Regions from separate parts of the Sus scrofa genome. Here region 1 is linked to region 2. Evidence: chromatin contacts called from public HiChIP or PLAC-seq data. All regions are on one chromosome and are shown on one strand. The core of a region is the stretch at or near the end of the contact, and the rest is flanking DNA. Distances in the headings are between cores, read along the strand shown. Region 1 overlaps IMMT (MICOS complex subunit MIC60). Region 2 overlaps KDM3A (lysine-specific demethylase 3A).

Region 1 (4,774 bases), core at 534-3,033, 320 kb before region 2:
ATGCGTTTCCATTATTTTTGTGGAGCCCATATTCTCCTGCTAGGCTTGGGGCTTGCGCAAGACTGTTTCATCTCTGAGTGTTGGCACCTTCTTCGGTTGTGCTATAATGATGTGTGTGTGATGACAGAAAGACAAGTGTCTTCTTGACATGACTGGATTACTGGCAATGCAGTAGTTTCAGAACCTTGGCCTCTAGCATCTCTTACCATTGTGACTGGGAAATGGTATTAGAAGCAAACGGTTTGGGAGGGTTGCAGGAGCTTCACAAGGGTCTCCAGCACTGCCTAGACTGCCAGGTCATATCTGATTTCCAGATTGGCCCGGGCATCTCCTGTGTTCTCAGACGAGCACCTTCGTCTTTACCCTGCCATGGTCGATGCTTCTGAGCTCCTGGACCGATGTCTATCATAGTGCCTGTCCCCGTCTCCATCTGCCATTCTCTGGCCAGGACACAGTCACTCGTTCTCAGAAACCTAAGTATTGACTTATGTTTTCTCCTAGATCATCAGTTTAAGGCATCTAATGGAGGGACAGAGCAGGCAGGGGAAATGCCAGTAGTTAGCTACCCAAGTACTCATGTGCATGGTCCCAAGTAGCCCCTTAGCTCATGGCCAAGCAAATGAGCAAAGTGACAGGTAAAGAACCTGGCTGCTTGGGAGCTTCTGTTCGCTCAGCCCCTCCTTTGCCCCTGGTTCCTGATTCTTGGCTGAGTAGGTACTTGGTGTGGTCCTTCCTTACAGACGTAGAGCTGTCTCCCCTGTCCGAGTGCTGAATCCTCACCGCAGTGTTTCGAAGCCGTGGAGTTAGTTGGGGGACTGTCCACCTGGGATGATGTGGTGTGAAGTGGGTGATAATGCGGCAGGCATGGTGGTCTTAGCCCTGCTACAGGTATTCCACACCCTACTCCAGGCAAGTAACTGTTTTCAGTTCAGAAAAAAAATTTTTAAAGGCCCATGGGGTTGTTTTGCATTCTTTCTTTAGCCTCTAATAGTAAAAGGTGTTCGGTTTTTCTACGTCAAAGTAAATAACCTACAAGTTGTGGGTTTTGGTTCAACAAAACATTTGAGTATGCTAACAATAAAATGCGTTGTCTTTTAAAACTGCAGGGTTGGAGATCAATTTTTGTGAATGCTAACCAGACTGTTTTAATGGAGCGGCTTAGAAAATGAAGTGCATTACATGTGGCTAAGTTTTGTGACATCTCTCTGCAGTGCACATTGACACACATATCTTAGCGCGCTCGATCATGTCAGCTGTTTGACTTCTCCTAACAGGACCTGCTCTGAGCTAGCAGTCCCTAGGAGTGTGGATGGGCAGGGTAAGCTTTATAGGACCGTTTTGATTGGATCTCAGTGGAAGAGCGGCAGTTATCAGAGAATTGGGCATGTTTAACTTGGTGGTTAGATGTAAGGCACATATAGGGGGAGGGAAGGAGCCCAACCTGTCAAAGATGGTTGTCTAGCCACACTGCACAGGCAAGGACCATCTGTACCAGCAGAACCTGTTCCCACAACAGCAGCACTTTGCTGGCTCATGCCTCACAGTCCCTCTCCAGGCCTTGGAAAGCAAGTTCTCTGGTTCAAGTAGGTCACAGAATTATTCAATCCCTTTAAGGTTCCAGGCTCACCACCCCCACTTGGTGAAGAGATTCACAGTCCACGCACCAGAAAGGAGCACTGATGTTTCAGAACTGGGAGCTGTGAACTCTTTAGAGCTGTGGGATTAATTTATGGGTAGAGAAGGGCTGACACAGTGTTATCATAAGTAGAAAGGGGAAGCGGTGGCTCCAGAAACTGTTTCCTGTGTACATGCACAGAAGTGTGTCTGGCTGAATGGGTCCCAACATAAAATACAACTTCTTCCTGTGGTAGCAGTCAAAAAAGTTTGGGATACATAGTACTCCTGGTGCCTTTGAAATCACTAGAATGGTGCATGTACAGCTGTAAATGCATTGGCATTTTGGTTTGTACATAACTATTGAGTTTGACTGGGAGGAATCAGTTCACCACAACCAGCCAAGAACAGGCCTAGAGTATTTCTGGGGCCTAGTCCCCAGCCTGGAAACCAACTGCCCATAAGTTCCTACTTCTGCTGTTGCTGCTTCTCCCAATCTCCAATTTCCTACAATACAGATTTTTAGGGGTGGTACTGGAGCTGCAGCTGCTAGCCTACAACACAGCCACAGCAATTTGGGATCCTAGCTGTGTCTGCAACCTACACCACAGCTCATAGCAGTGCTGGATCTTTAACCCACTGAGTGAGGCCAGGGATCGAACCTGTGTCCCCATGGATGCTAATCAGATTCGTTTCCTCTGCCACCACAGGAACTCCCAGAAGTTGCATTTTTTGAAAAGGGAAAAGCTACAAAAAGTTTTCACCTTTCTGTTTTTATTCAGTTTGCTCCAAGGGCAAAATCAATAGTAATAGTGATCACAAACATCATTTTGATTGGCTCGCAAGCCTGATCAGTAAAACCTGAAAAACAGAAAATGTTACACAAGTTGCAAATAAAGTACTCCTGGAGTTGACTGACATGATAGCAAGAGGAAATAATACAAATGCGACAGGCGTGAACACAGAGAACAGTACTTGTAACCTCACTTGTAGGCCCTGTTGCAAACCCGTCACATATTACTCATTTCCTCTGACCTGAAGTGTGACTGTGAGACCTCCTAGCCCTCACTCTTGCTGCACTTGGGTGGTTCCTATGCCTACGGCGCTGGCGTATGCCGTCAGGATTTCCACTATCTGCTTAGTTTCTAGGGTCATTCGGGCCTCCTTCAGCCAGTCCTGGGCCACGCGTCTGGACTCCCCTTTCAGCTGATTGACAAACTTAGCTGCCAGCTCCAGGTCACCATGCTCAATGCAATAGGAGGCATAGGCCAGTAATTTAAATGTGCTGGTATCCTCAGGGCAGAGCTCTGCCGGTGGCTTCAGCTGCTGAGGTGGGAACAGGAGCAGGGACTGTAAGTAGGAGAGGAAGTACTGGTATAAGCTATTTCTGGTCTCATCAATCATGGCTACTCTTCGGGCCAGTTTCTGGACGGCATAGAAACGGACTCTAAGGGTCTCTTCACTATACACGCCTCGGGTCAGGGACTCTGGAGGGAGAGCTGCGGTTAGAGCCTGGGTAAATTCAGAATCGGAGCAGCTGGCTCTGACGGCCTCGACCGCGCTCCCCAGGGGAACAGTGGGCAGATCTGGGGACGCCGTCTTCATGCTGTACTTTAATGCCTCCACCGAGAGCCAGAGTTGGTGGGCTTTTCTGGCCTCCTCTTCAGCTACTGCATGACCTGTTGGGGGGAAAAAAAGCAAAGACTTTTTCTCCACCTGACCACACAACCGTCTCATATATCCAGAGAACTGATATGCCTTCAACAAGCTAAATAAAGAGAAAGGTGGAGCCGGAGACGGCCTCTTTCTTCCAAGCCCATCCCACCACTACTTGTGATGCGTTTTTCCTAGCAGACCTCTTCACATGAGGCGACAGGGCTTGACATAATCTGATGAGGACTTATTTTAACTAAAACCATGGACAAAGCTGGGAGGATGTGTGCACAAGCACAGCTGAGTCTCCCTTCCCTCTTCTTGTGACATTTAAGACAACAGATACCAGATGTATTTATCTTTAGAAATATTTGAGAAAGAAAGGATAAACGAGGCTAAGACATAATAACTAAGGCCATCAGAAACTTCATGGATAGGAATGGAAGACGACTGGATCTGGACATTTTATGGGTACTTAGCTTACTCTTACACTCATCTGCCAAAAACAATTCCATCACATCCCAAAGAAACCCATTTCATTGACATCTTCACTATAAGGACGTTTTACACTTTCAACAGGGCAGAGAGGCCCCTGTAGCTACCCTCCAGATAAGCCTCCAACAGCAGGGCTGGAGACAAGACAAGAGCCTGGAGGACAAGCATGCAGCACACCGCAGTTCTGCTCCACTCAGGGCACGTGAGACATAACCAGAGTGTTGGGTAAACTGCCTTGTAAATGGTGACCTCTTGCCTGTCACCACATAAGGGAGTAAAAACCTCAAGCTAGATTCTTTTTCATTTCTTCTCACAACTGTGTTCCAAACTTATCAAATCTGGGGCTAATTTTCCAAGAGATGAATATAGTTCAATAAGAGTGACTTGGGCCTCTTCATTCCCTAATGTCAACGATGTATATACCATGATCCTTGTAATAAGAAATCACCCTAAGAGGTGGGGCTGACTGAAACCATCTCTCAGGCCTGTGCACTTACTCTGAACAGCCTGCTCGATTCCTCTCAGTCTGGCATAGGCAGTGTTTATATCCAGAGTGAAGTTGTCGACTTGCTCTTGACTGAGCCGACGAAACTGTAATTCTTGTTCAGTGAGTTTCTCAGATAGGTCCTGAAATGATAAAAAGTGCACAGAAAAAAGGTGACGCTGCTTCAATCACTGCATGTCATTTATCGGGCCACTAAGTCTTCCAGCAGCTGATACCTTCAAAAGCAAAGAGGGCCTTTGACATCTCAAAGCAAGTGTCATGAAACTCCTACATTATGTGTAAGGTTTCAGAAATTACCTAAAGCTTATATTTGATGTATAATCTATAAATTTACAGGTGGAACCTAATATTAGAGGAAGAAGAAAAAAGTCTATTAAAGGGAGAAAGTGACAACTTTAGAAAATAATTGTATTTAATATCTTGTACTTAAGAGCTTTTATGTTCATTTCTCCCAGAAAAAGACCCATCAAATAAAATTTAAAGCAATATACCTTTTCATCTTGGAAT
Region 2 (4,502 bases), core at 657-3,156:
GTCTATGCTAGATTTACCATCCTTGTGATTGTTGTCTCTCTGTTTTCAAATAACCCAAGGATTTATATAATATATTTGAAAGGAACATGGGGAGAGCTGTGGGTGGAAAGAGATAAATTCATGTTTCATGTGACATTTCATAAGCCCATTCTCAATTTTCACATTATTTTTGTGGACCTCATCTGTAGCCTCTTTTAGTAGGTTTTAATTTTTGTTCCTTGAAAAAGGAAAATCCTCTTCTATTATATATGGTCTACCTATAAGCTGCTGTGAATTTTGTATGGGTATTTTTTTTTTTTTTAAACTTCTCAGGACTTCCCATCATGGTGCAGCAAAACGAATCCGACTAGGATCCATGAGGTTGTGGGTTCAATCCCTGGCCTCACTTAGTGGGTTAAGGGTCCGGCATTGCTGTGAGCTATGGTGTAGGTCACGGACATGGCTCAGATCTGGCATTGCTGTGAGCTGTGGTGTAGGTCACAGACATGGCTCAGATCTGGCATCGCTGTGGCTGTGGTATAAGCCAGCAGCTGTAGCTCCAATTCAGCCCCTAGCCTGAGAATCTCCATATGCCATGGGTGTGGCCCTAAAAAGACCAAAAAAAAAAAAATCTCATGTTTTATAGAGTTAAAATTATTCAGATAAGCTTTAAAATAAATTACTGAATATATTTTATCTATATATATGAAGAATTGAAGGAAATACTATTGAAATGAACCTTTTTGTAGCTATCACTCAAAGTGAAAAAATGTACATTTGCTTAGTGCTTGAGGCCTTTTCCTTCACCGGTGGCACCATCACATTTTCCTCCCCACTGTCTCCTTTCTCTTCTTCACCCCAGTAATCTTCATCCCACGTCGCTTTTAACAATTATTTTACATTTTCATAAAGCTGTGTATCAGGGGCAGCACAGGTAGAAGAATTGTGATCTTTGGAATCAGAATTCTTTTCTTGCCGTTTTCTAGTTGCATAAGTTCAGCTCAGATGAATGTCAGCTTCCTCTCAGTAGAGAAATAATAAACAATACTGGTCATTGGGCATCACATGTTTGTATCACATGTAAAGCAAGGGCCAGGACCACAGTAGGAGTGTGACTATTTTTTTTTCCTTCTTAATATGTGTGTGTAAACTCAATAGCTGAGTTGTCAGACCAGTTTTTTAAGTAACAGAAATATAAGTGATACGTTCTGTCCAGTGTTGGTTTTTTTCCCCCCAGTTTATGTTTGCAGTCTTTTAAAGGCTGTTCCTCACACTTTAAAGACTCCTACCTTGTCCTAAATCAGAAGAGCATTTTCTTTTTTCTGCATCCCATTTCCTTCTAATTCACAGCTGTGTTGCCCCCCCACCCCCCCCACCCCCGCCGCCTCATTTATTCAGTCCCTCACTCAGCCACCAGGTTGTGAGTGCCTGTTCAGGACACTGGGGTGAGTTCATAGGGGAACTATAATTCTTAGAAGGCAAAAATTAAAATCCCTCTTACATTACAGTTCTGCTCTATTATTGCGGAATTACTGCAGTTGTAATGTTTTGGATATTTATCTCTTGGTGGTGAGCAGTTAGGGGAGGAGAGAAGAAAGGGGAAATACAGTTTTTCAGCTCATGTAAAAGTCTCCTTTTATTTTCACCACAGACTTCCTTAGCTGGAGAAAAATCGACTCTTGGTGCCGTGCCCCCACAGAATCCCTCAGCGTTGGAACCAGCGGCTGTGGGTGGGGAAGCTGCCTCCAAGCCCGCCAACAGCGTGAAGCCTGCCTGTCCAGCCAGCACCTCTCCTTTGAACTGGCTGGCAGACCTGACCAGCGGGAATGTCAACAAAGAAAACAAGGGTGAGTGTTTCTTGCTTTCCTACTGGTTCTGGAGAACTTGCATCTGTCCCCAGAGGGACCTGGCAGCCCCGGTTGTTGTGAAAACAGAGTGGCTAGAGGTCATGGGGAATGGAACGTGGTTCCCTGTAGTTATCCCGTGACCTGACACAGATGCAAGTGTTTTCAAAGTGCATCACCAGAAAGGAGAACTTTTGCTGATTGATAGACTGGAAATTCTTGGGCCAGGGATTGAACCCATGTCACAGGAGCAACCCAAACTGCTGCAGTGGCGATGCCAAATTCTTGACCTGCTGCGCCAAAGGGGACTCCAAGGTGTAGTTTTAAAATTAAAAAAGTGGGGTAAGGGTCATGTGAGGAGTCACAAAAAGAATAAAATTCAATACCTATTTATAATTTTTTAAGAAACCTTAAATAAGGAATGGAAGGGAATATCCTTAATCTTAGGAATTTCTACAGTAAAACTAATAGCAAACATCATAATAATGATTGAATTTTTTAATTGGTTGAATATTTTTAACAGTTTCCTTAAGATACCTGCTCTCACTATTTTATTAAATGTGCTGTAGTCTGGCTGTTGCAGTAAGGCAAACAAAGCTAGGATGGGGAAAAAAAAATAAAACTGTTGATTTTTGTAAACAATTTAATTATACATGTGAAAAATCTAAGAGAATATATTTATAAGCATATCTGTCAGGGTTAATAGTTACAATGTTAATTTACAAAAAACAATTGTATTTTATATAGTAGGAACAAACAAAAAATACTGTTTACCATGGTATCACCTTAGATATTGGAGGTGTGTGTGTGTGTGTGTGTGTGTGTGTGTGTGTGTGTGTATTTTAATAGCACTTAGAAATCCTTGTCCATATCAATAATGTCATTAGTTTTTATCCTCTTACGTTTTTTGGTTCTAGTAAATGAAAACCAAGTTCCAAGTAATTCTATTAATAGACAACTAGTGAGGAAGGGATTTGCCTCAGAATGCTTTTCCATCTGGATGTTTTTGGTTTTGTTTTTAGAAAAACAGCCAACGATGCCAATTTTAAAGAATGAAATCAAATGCCTTCCACCCCTCCCCCCCTTGAGCAAATCTAGCACAGTCCTCCACACCTTTAACAGCACAATTTTGACACCTGTAAGCAACAACAATTCTGGTTTCCTGCGAAATCTCTTGAATTCCTCTACAGGAAAGGTACGTGTTTCTTTTATTGTTTATGCTCCACCTTAAAAAGATGAATAGTCAGAATAGGAAGAGACTAGGGAAATTGAAACGGAAAGTAGAAAGGCAACTGTGAGTCCCATGTGTTCCTTCGTGGATACCGAAGGCTGTTTCATCGGCAGGTGGGCTTCGCAGGATTATAATTCTGGGCTGGGTCATTTTCTCCCATTAACACCTTTTCCTGAACCCACTTCTGAGAGCTGTGATGTTGGGTAGAGGAAGAGGACTTAGCTCCCTGAGGGTCCCGGCTTGGACTTCTTCCTGAATGTGTAGTGTTTGCTCATTCTGCCGTTGGAGGAATGCGTTCTTTGATGGTAGGGAACAACATACTTAAGACTTGTGCTCTTTTTCAAATTCAGACAGAAAATGGACTCAAGAATACACCAAAAATCCTTGATGACATCTTTGCCTCTTTGGTGCAAAATAAGACTTGCTCTGATTTGTCAAAGAGGCCTCAAGGACTGACTATTAAGCCCAGCATCCTGGGCTTTGACACCCCTCACTACTGGCTGTGTGATAATCGCCTGCTGTGCCTGCAAGATCCCAACAACAAGAGCAACTGGAATGTGTTTAGGGAGTGCTGGAAACAGGGGCAGGTAAGAGAGGCTCCTGCTGCCCAGCCCGCTCGGATCCCCTTCTGGTGCTTTTAGAACACTTCTGATAACCCCACCCCACCTCCGGCCCCTCCTCCAGGTTATAGATGCTATATACTATATTTCTTTTACTGTACTTGAATGTTTAGGGTAAATATAACTAGAGTGCAGAGTATGGCTCTGAGTCTTATTTTGCAGCATGTATTCCTGAGCTGCATTTTCCAGTGAGGTTTTGATGGCTTCTGACCAGTCCTCCTCAGGTTTTTGATGAGAGCGTTCTGGGCTGCATGATTCTGGTGTGCTAACCCTCGCTAGGAGAAGTGGGAGTGTGACTAAGGCCAGTGTGGTTTGGGGGATTAGACAAAAACTGGGTAAAAATCCGGCATCTCTCCTGCATGAATTAGAACCTTTGTGTTGAGGCCCTTTTAGGTGGTCCTGAGCCGTATGGTATTGTCCTGGAATTGGTGTGTAGTCCCCCAAGGGAAGGGGCCTGCTTTCAAGGGCAGCGATGCTCCATATTGGTTGCTGGTTTAGGAGATGCATGCGTGGCTTTGTAGACCTGCTCCTCTGCTTTCTTGTTTGGATTTATGTTTTCTGAATCTTTATCATCTCTTCTGGACCAAATGAAGTCCTCACTAGAGAAACATTTTGCTCTTAGACAAGGCCAGGACTTGGAGAATTGCTAGTAGCAAAAAGTATGCATTTAACAAAAAAAATTGTTTTCAGTCCTGTATTCTGACAAGACTTGCTCATAATGGCAGTGACAGAATGAATACAGTCTGCATCCCTAGTGTCTTGTTTGGATTACATAGTGTTTTTAAAAATGCAAACTTGTTGCCAATATTTCAATCAGGTTTTTTCATG

The links. HiChIP or PLAC-seq counts read pairs in DNA pulled down with a chosen protein or histone mark.
Region 1: an H3K27ac HiChIP or PLAC-seq map of alveolar macrophages shows a contact between it and region 2. The contact joins two enhancer-like sites. A contact is called at or near these places in 2 of 47 Hi-C or Micro-C datasets (embryonic fibroblasts and epiblast stem cells) and 1 of 2 datasets of contacts at active chromatin or transcription factors (alveolar macrophages).

The regions. Positions count from the first base shown.
Region 1 is chr3:58,629,935-58,634,708 of Sscrofa11.1, reverse strand. It overlaps IMMT (MICOS complex subunit MIC60), which reads right to left. Exons shown (of 13, transcript XM_021087287.1): 12 at 4,260-4,389; 13 at 2,372-3,293. The coding sequence ends at 2,680. It overlaps PTCD3 (pentatricopeptide repeat domain 3), which reads left to right. Exons shown (of 24, transcript NM_001243030.1): 24 at 1-1,105. Among named protein-coding and RNA genes, the nearest start is that of PTCD3, 38 kb to the left of the region's middle. Within about 2 kb of position 1,783, at least 7 of the 83 cell types and tissues checked have an H3K27ac peak or open chromatin away from gene starts, as enhancers often do. A contact at or near this core is called in alveolar macrophages, where this site is marked.
Region 2 is chr3:58,312,890-58,317,391 of Sscrofa11.1, reverse strand. KDM3A (lysine-specific demethylase 3A) reads left to right here. Exons shown (of 26, transcript XM_003124935.6): 16 at 1,631-1,826; 17 at 2,846-3,018; 18 at 3,405-3,641. Among named protein-coding and RNA genes, the nearest start is that of KDM3A, 40 kb to the left of the region's middle. Within about 2 kb of position 1,906, at least 10 of the 83 cell types and tissues checked have an H3K27ac peak or open chromatin away from gene starts, as enhancers often do. A contact at or near this core is called in alveolar macrophages, where this site is marked.